Regions from separate parts of the Larimichthys crocea genome. Here region 2 is linked to region 1. The links are chromatin contacts, called in public Hi-C maps. All regions are on one chromosome and are shown on one strand. The core of a region is the stretch at or near the end of the contact, and the rest is flanking DNA. Distances in the headings are between cores, read along the strand shown. Region 1 holds the start of LOC104928574 (high-affinity choline transporter 1). Region 2 holds the start of LOC104931306 (H(+)/Cl(-) exchange transporter 4).

The links. Hi-C and Micro-C count contacts between places; a contact is called where the count stands out from the background.
Region 2: a Hi-C map of muscle shows a contact between it and region 1, with 6 times the contacts expected there. The contact joins the promoter of LOC104931306 here to the promoter of LOC104928574 in region 1. A contact is called at or near these places in 3 of 7 Hi-C or Micro-C datasets (all in muscle).

Annotation. Positions count from the first base shown.
Region 1 is chrXIX:10,289,708-10,292,725 of L_crocea_2.0, reverse strand. LOC104928574 (high-affinity choline transporter 1) reads left to right here and starts at 1,394. Exons shown (of 8, transcript XM_027291428.1): 1 at 1,394-1,881; 2 at 2,109-2,222; 3 at 2,865-3,018. The coding sequence starts at 1,698.
Region 2 is chrXIX:10,813,733-10,816,750 of L_crocea_2.0, reverse strand. It overlaps LOC104931306 (H(+)/Cl(-) exchange transporter 4), which reads right to left and starts at 1,579. Exons shown (of 14, transcript XR_003464216.1): 1 at 1,386-1,579.

The DNA of each region.
Region 1 (3,018 bases), core at 145-2,644:
TCGATACACGCTGCTAATTCAATTTATATCAACTTTATTTGTGCAACATAGTTGTTGGTGGTATAGATATTTCTGTTTCTGCGATTACTTTGATCTGTTCAGATATGATTAATACTGAATTACATGATGAATGTATCATGACTCTGATACAGATTTATTTTTTTTTTCATTAAAATTTATTAAGATACAAATAAGAAACTAATTATAATACTAATATATAATAATATAATGATTGGTTTCCCCAAACTATGCCTTATCAGGTTAATGTGCATGGAGGCAATTTTACAGCAAATCACAGGATTTATAGTCTGAGCTAATTTGCAATGTTCTTGGACTGTAGAACAGCAAAGTGAGCCGGATGGTTGTGCTTGCTGCTTGTTCCTGATTGGCTCCAGCTGGTGAAGCGGGACAAGCTTCTTGATTGGAGCAACACCCGAACTGACCGTTACTAAAGTTTGGGCAGGCTGCTATTTTTCGCAGCTAGCCGTGTTGCCTCTCTGATAAATGGTTAATTATTCAATTTACTCATTATTTTGACAAGTATAGTTTTAATACTTATTATACACACACAGAATTTATTTGTTCAAAGTTAAGTTTAAATGTGCTGTTGTGATGATCATGTGGCATCCTGAGTGTGTCCCTTCCTCCTCCTCTCCTAGGTGTGGTTTCTCTGTTTGCAGATGTTTTCTATTATGTTACTTTGGATTAGAGTATTTATGCTACTGCAGCCAGGTGCTCATTCTCTTCTCTGACCTCTCTCCGGCTTTGCCCTGTTCTGGGCTCCTCTGTCCCCAGTCAAGGTTGGTTTGGTTTGGTTTAGTTTAGCTTGATGCTATAGTTTGATGCTTTAGTTTGTCCTTTGTTTTTGTTCCACACTATCAACACTTGCACACTCACACTTCTCACTCATGCACTACACCACTGATACCACTGCTTCTACACACTCCATAACTTCAAATCATTTATGATTGTTTAATTTGGTCTAATTTGGTTTAATTGGATTTAATAAAGAATTGTTTAAACAAATGTACATGGTGTGGACTCCCTTTTTGCCATGACTCTCAGAGCCAGGTCATGACACTGTTTATTCACTTAAAGGTCCAGTGTGTAGAATTTAGTAGCATCTAGTGATGAAGTTTCAGGTGACTAATGAAAACATAGTTATTAGTATTATATTCCATTTCTGTTCGTAGAACTTATCAAATGTTACATGCTGAGCCTTTAACCTTTATTCCAGCAATAGCCAAAGAGTCCACTAGACCTGAGGTAAACCCTCCTCTCTATTGTACTCTGTGTGACAGTAGCAACTTAGCTACACAAATGTGATCCATGACCCTGACTTGAATTAAGACAAAGTAACTCATTTCTTGTCTGAACAGAAATGGCAGAGGCACTTTGGTCTACAGGGCATGTTAGCATAACACCTGTGACTCTGCAGATTTAGATACAAACACATTTTCCCAATGTGTGAGTCCAGAAAAGCAGCATGTGTAGGACTAAAGTTAAGTTTGAGTTGTTTTGGTCATCGTCTTTTTATCTTATACTTTCTATCTCGTCTTGACTGGAAGTGGGAGGTTCAGTGCAGGACAGCAGCAGTGACCTTGAACTTGTATTATTTGACTCCGTTCATCCTCATTTTTAGCTCAGTTTGTGTAACGTGCATGTTGTGAGCTTTTCATCAGTCGAAAGTATCCCCAATGGCTCTCCATATACCAGGTCTGATAATGATGGTCGTCTTCTACATACTTGTGTTGGGAATTGGCATCTGGGCGTCCGTGAAATCTAAAAAGATGGAGAAAAACACGCTTAATGGACAGATAGAAGTTTCTTTTTTGGCTAACAGGAGAGTCAGCTTGGCTGTGGGAGTCTTCACAATGACTGGTGGGTTTTGGTCAAACAGATACATCAAGTTTTTGTCTTGTATGGTATGTAGTATTGGATTATTATTGAAAAGAGGTGTGTGTAAACTGGTGGGTCATTTTCTGTGTGCAAAATTAAAGAACAGTTTTTGAACAGTTTTTGTTTCTACAACTATCACTATAAACAATGCTCCTGAATACCTGAAAGATATGACTAATATATTTATGTGTGTTTATTTCCTATGGCAGCCACGTGGGTCGGAGGTGCCTTCATCATTGGAGTTGCAGAGTTTGTTTATGACCCCACAAAGGGCCTGATCTGGGCTCTTCTTCCACTACAAATGTCAGTTTCCTTTGTTATTGGTAAGATCCTCTTGAAATGGTATTTAAGACTGTTGTCTTAACAGTGCCATGTCTCAAACGTCTTGACCTTGACCTTAGTAATCAACAAACGCTTGCTAAACATTTTGCAACACAAAAAGTAACAAAGGAACAAAGCATGAGATGACACACAAGAAACTAAGATACAAGATATTCTGATTCTGAACACTGAAAAGTATAAAAAGTATAAAATCATTCAATGCTATGCTTCCTTGATCTTCTAAAGGTGGACTCATTACACTACCAGGGCAGTTTTAATGGTTGTTTTTAAATTTTGCAATGCAATAACTTTGTTTGGATGAAATCTATATATAAGTATAGAAGCCTGACTTTTCCCTAATGTGACATTATTTTATTAAATAAAAGAAGGCTTTTAGTTAATGTGGAATATAACGCAGAGTGTCATTAACATATAGTGAAAAGAAAAAATAATTACATTGACCAAGATGACACTTTTTATAGGATAAGGTTACAGGAGCAAAAATAGATTTTTGAGGAACCCCAGATGAGCTCATAACAATGACATAAGTTCAAAGAAATGTCCAATAAAGATGAGTCTGGGTGGGATTTACGTTTCTTCAGTATGAACCGTTTTGTCTTTTCTCTCTTTTCATCCATTTAAAGGTGGACTTTTCTTTGCAAAGCCAATGAGGGACAAAAACTACACAACTATGATGGATCCATTTCAGAGGAAGTATGGGAAAACACTGACTGGCCTTCTCGCTGTTGTTCCGTTCATCAGTGAAGTCATGTGGGTTCCTGTCACGCTGATTTCTTT
Region 2 (3,018 bases), core at 330-2,829, 520 kb before region 1:
AACACACTTACGTGTACGTATATTGTCATCACATGTTTGTGAAGAGCATTTATCGATTGTCATCAGTGTTAAAGTCAGGCCTGACGATGATTTACCACGTCTGTCTGCAGAGAAACGCCCTCAGAAGCAGGACGGCGGTGGTGAGCAGCTCGGTGTGTACTTCACCAGGACGCACCACAACTGCGGCCAGCAACCCGCAACCGCTGAAGCTGACGCATCTGAACCTCAGCCCCCTTCACCGTCACCGACACACGCCACATGGAGACGGTGGTGGACAGCTTCCGCAACTGGGCCGCCGGCAGTGTCTCGTCACCCGGAGCGGGTAGAACATTGATGGATAGAAGTTGAAGCTGCTGCATGGTCAAGCGACCTCGTCCTGTTGATTTGAAATCCTGTCTGGTTCAGGCGTCTCCTGGGCATCATCACCAAGAAGGATGTCCTGCGACACATGGCTCAAATGATGAACCAGGACCAGAGTCCATCATGTTCAACAGCAGGAGGAGCTTTACTCCATCGACGGTGTAAATAGGTGAAACTGGTGAGATGCTACTGTCGGCAACTGTGAAAAGTCCCTCCCACTGCCGGTAGTGACCACAGCAGCACGCTGCAGCTCACGTGTTTCCAGGGTAACTGAATTAGTGTAGAGAATTTCAGAAGATTAAAAACAGAGAGAACACCACGGGAGATAAAAAACTTCTTTTCCTAATGTTCACATGTAAACCAGCTGACAGTTTGGCACGGGTTACGTTAGAGTTGCCAAACTTGCTCTTAGCTTCAGACAGTCATTACCTTTAGAGCTCAATAAACATGTAAGCGCCGCTCTGCAGAACACTAAGAAATAAAAACTGTGGTCAGGTGTTAAGGATGTGTGTGTGTGGACATTCACGGGTCCGTGGTACTTGTCCTGTCCCCCCCTGGGGTTATTTAATACCAGCTCTCGCTCGGAACGTCATGTCAGTCAAAAGATGTGTTTGAAATTGCAACATGTTAAAGACTGAAGCAAAACAGTTCAAAGACTTTTTAAACAATTGTGACTTTTCCTGCAACGTTTGCTTACTCACGTAGCCAGAATGGTGACAGACAGAGAAAAACCACGACAAAAAAAGATTCAGACGCGATTTACAGACACAAACGTCAATGTACAGTTTAAGTCTGATTTCAAGCACAGCTGTTTGAATGGACATGCTTTCCGTGCAGACACTCATGCTGTGTTCAGGTCGACTCAAACAAAAAGAAAAAAACACACACACACACACACACACACACACACACACACACACACACACACACACACACACACACACACACACACACACACACACACACACACACACTCGTTAGCATCAGAGCTAACTGTAGCTCTTCTTCTTCTTCTTCGTTTTTACCTTCAGCCTCCATGTTTCGCTCCGTCACTGATGACGTGTTGATGACGTGTTAATAACGTGTTAATAACGTGTTAATAACGTGTTGATAACGTGTTAATAACGTTGGTCTCAGTCTCTCTGACGCTTTTTCACATTTTAACCTAAAAAATAAACAGAGAGGACGCAGACTGCATCCCACAATGCACCGCGAGGCGTCTTCTTCTGCCAGCTGATCGGTGCGTTAACAACCGAGCCCCGAGGAAGAGCGCCAACATGACACAGTGGTCAGACCGTGTAATGACAGCAAAGGCGTCCATCAGCTGACACGACGAAAGAACAAAAATTAAAATTAAAATTAAAAAAAATAATTGATAAAATAAAAATAAAAAGAATGGATAAAAAAAATAAAAAGCAGTCTCTGTAAATGTCTAATTCCTGTCAGACTGATTACATTCTGAATCTGCCTGATACGGACTACAGTCTCTGTCGCCCTCCAGTGGTCATGGTGTGAAACTGCAACATTAAATCAGTAAAACGAGCGTCACGCACACATGATAGGATACTGTACTTCCGGTAAGTTCTTTCAAAACATAGTGACCAAAACTAAAAATATACGAAATTAAGTGTAAGAAATGGTCCTGAAATTCAAATTGCCGGTCCAGAAAACATTAGTTGCGAGCTCCTCGAGCACCTACGGTACGTGAGAGACCGACGACGAGCAGCTCTGCTAACATGCTAACGAACGAGTAGCCCGCAGATCCCTCTTTCTGTCACCTTAGCGTGCACGTCGTAGTCGTCATGATAGTGAACCGTCCGACACTCTGTGAAGATGACAGTAACCACGAGAAAATAATAAACTATGTGAGAGTCTTACGTGGCGAGAACACCGTCACTTTATTTTGAAAGTGTTCACCGGAAGTACAATGAGTTAGCGGTGACGCTGTTTTTACTAATTCAATGTGTTGCAGTTCAACCCTGTGACCACAGGAGGGCAGCACAGCACCTTGATACTGTATATCTCGCCCTCTAGTGGCGACAGACGAGAACTGCAACCTGAGTGTTAAACTGGCATTAATGCAGACATGTTAGAATACTATCACTTCCTGTCCACATTCAAAATAAAAGGTTCCGGGAAATACAAACTCAAAGCAATGCGACGTGAACTGAAAGAAATGCTCCTGAAATCATCATTGTCAGTCCAGAAACATCGAGCTCCTCCACTACATAGACGACGTATAGCCTTGCTATCACGTTAGCCTTACTAACAGCTAACGGACGAGCAGCGACAGATTCCTCCACCTCCGTCGTTACTCTGCGTGTAGTCGTGGTCGTCTCTTGATAGTTTACCGTCTGACACTCGGTAAACATGACAACGAAAGAATTATCAATGATGTGAGAGTGATTTATGTCGCATCGACGCCGTCACTTTATTTTGAAAGTGTTCACCGGAAGCACGATGAGTTAGCGGTGACGCTGTTTTTACTGTGTGTTGCAGTTCGCTGTTGTGGCCACAGGGGGGCAGCACAGCGCCACAGTCTAGATACGCTACAATGCGTAATGACTGGTGTGGCGCCTCTAGCGGCTGCGGAAGGAACTACAAGCTCGGTGTTACATTAGCGTCAACGATACCATGCTATCACTTCCGGTAAGGACT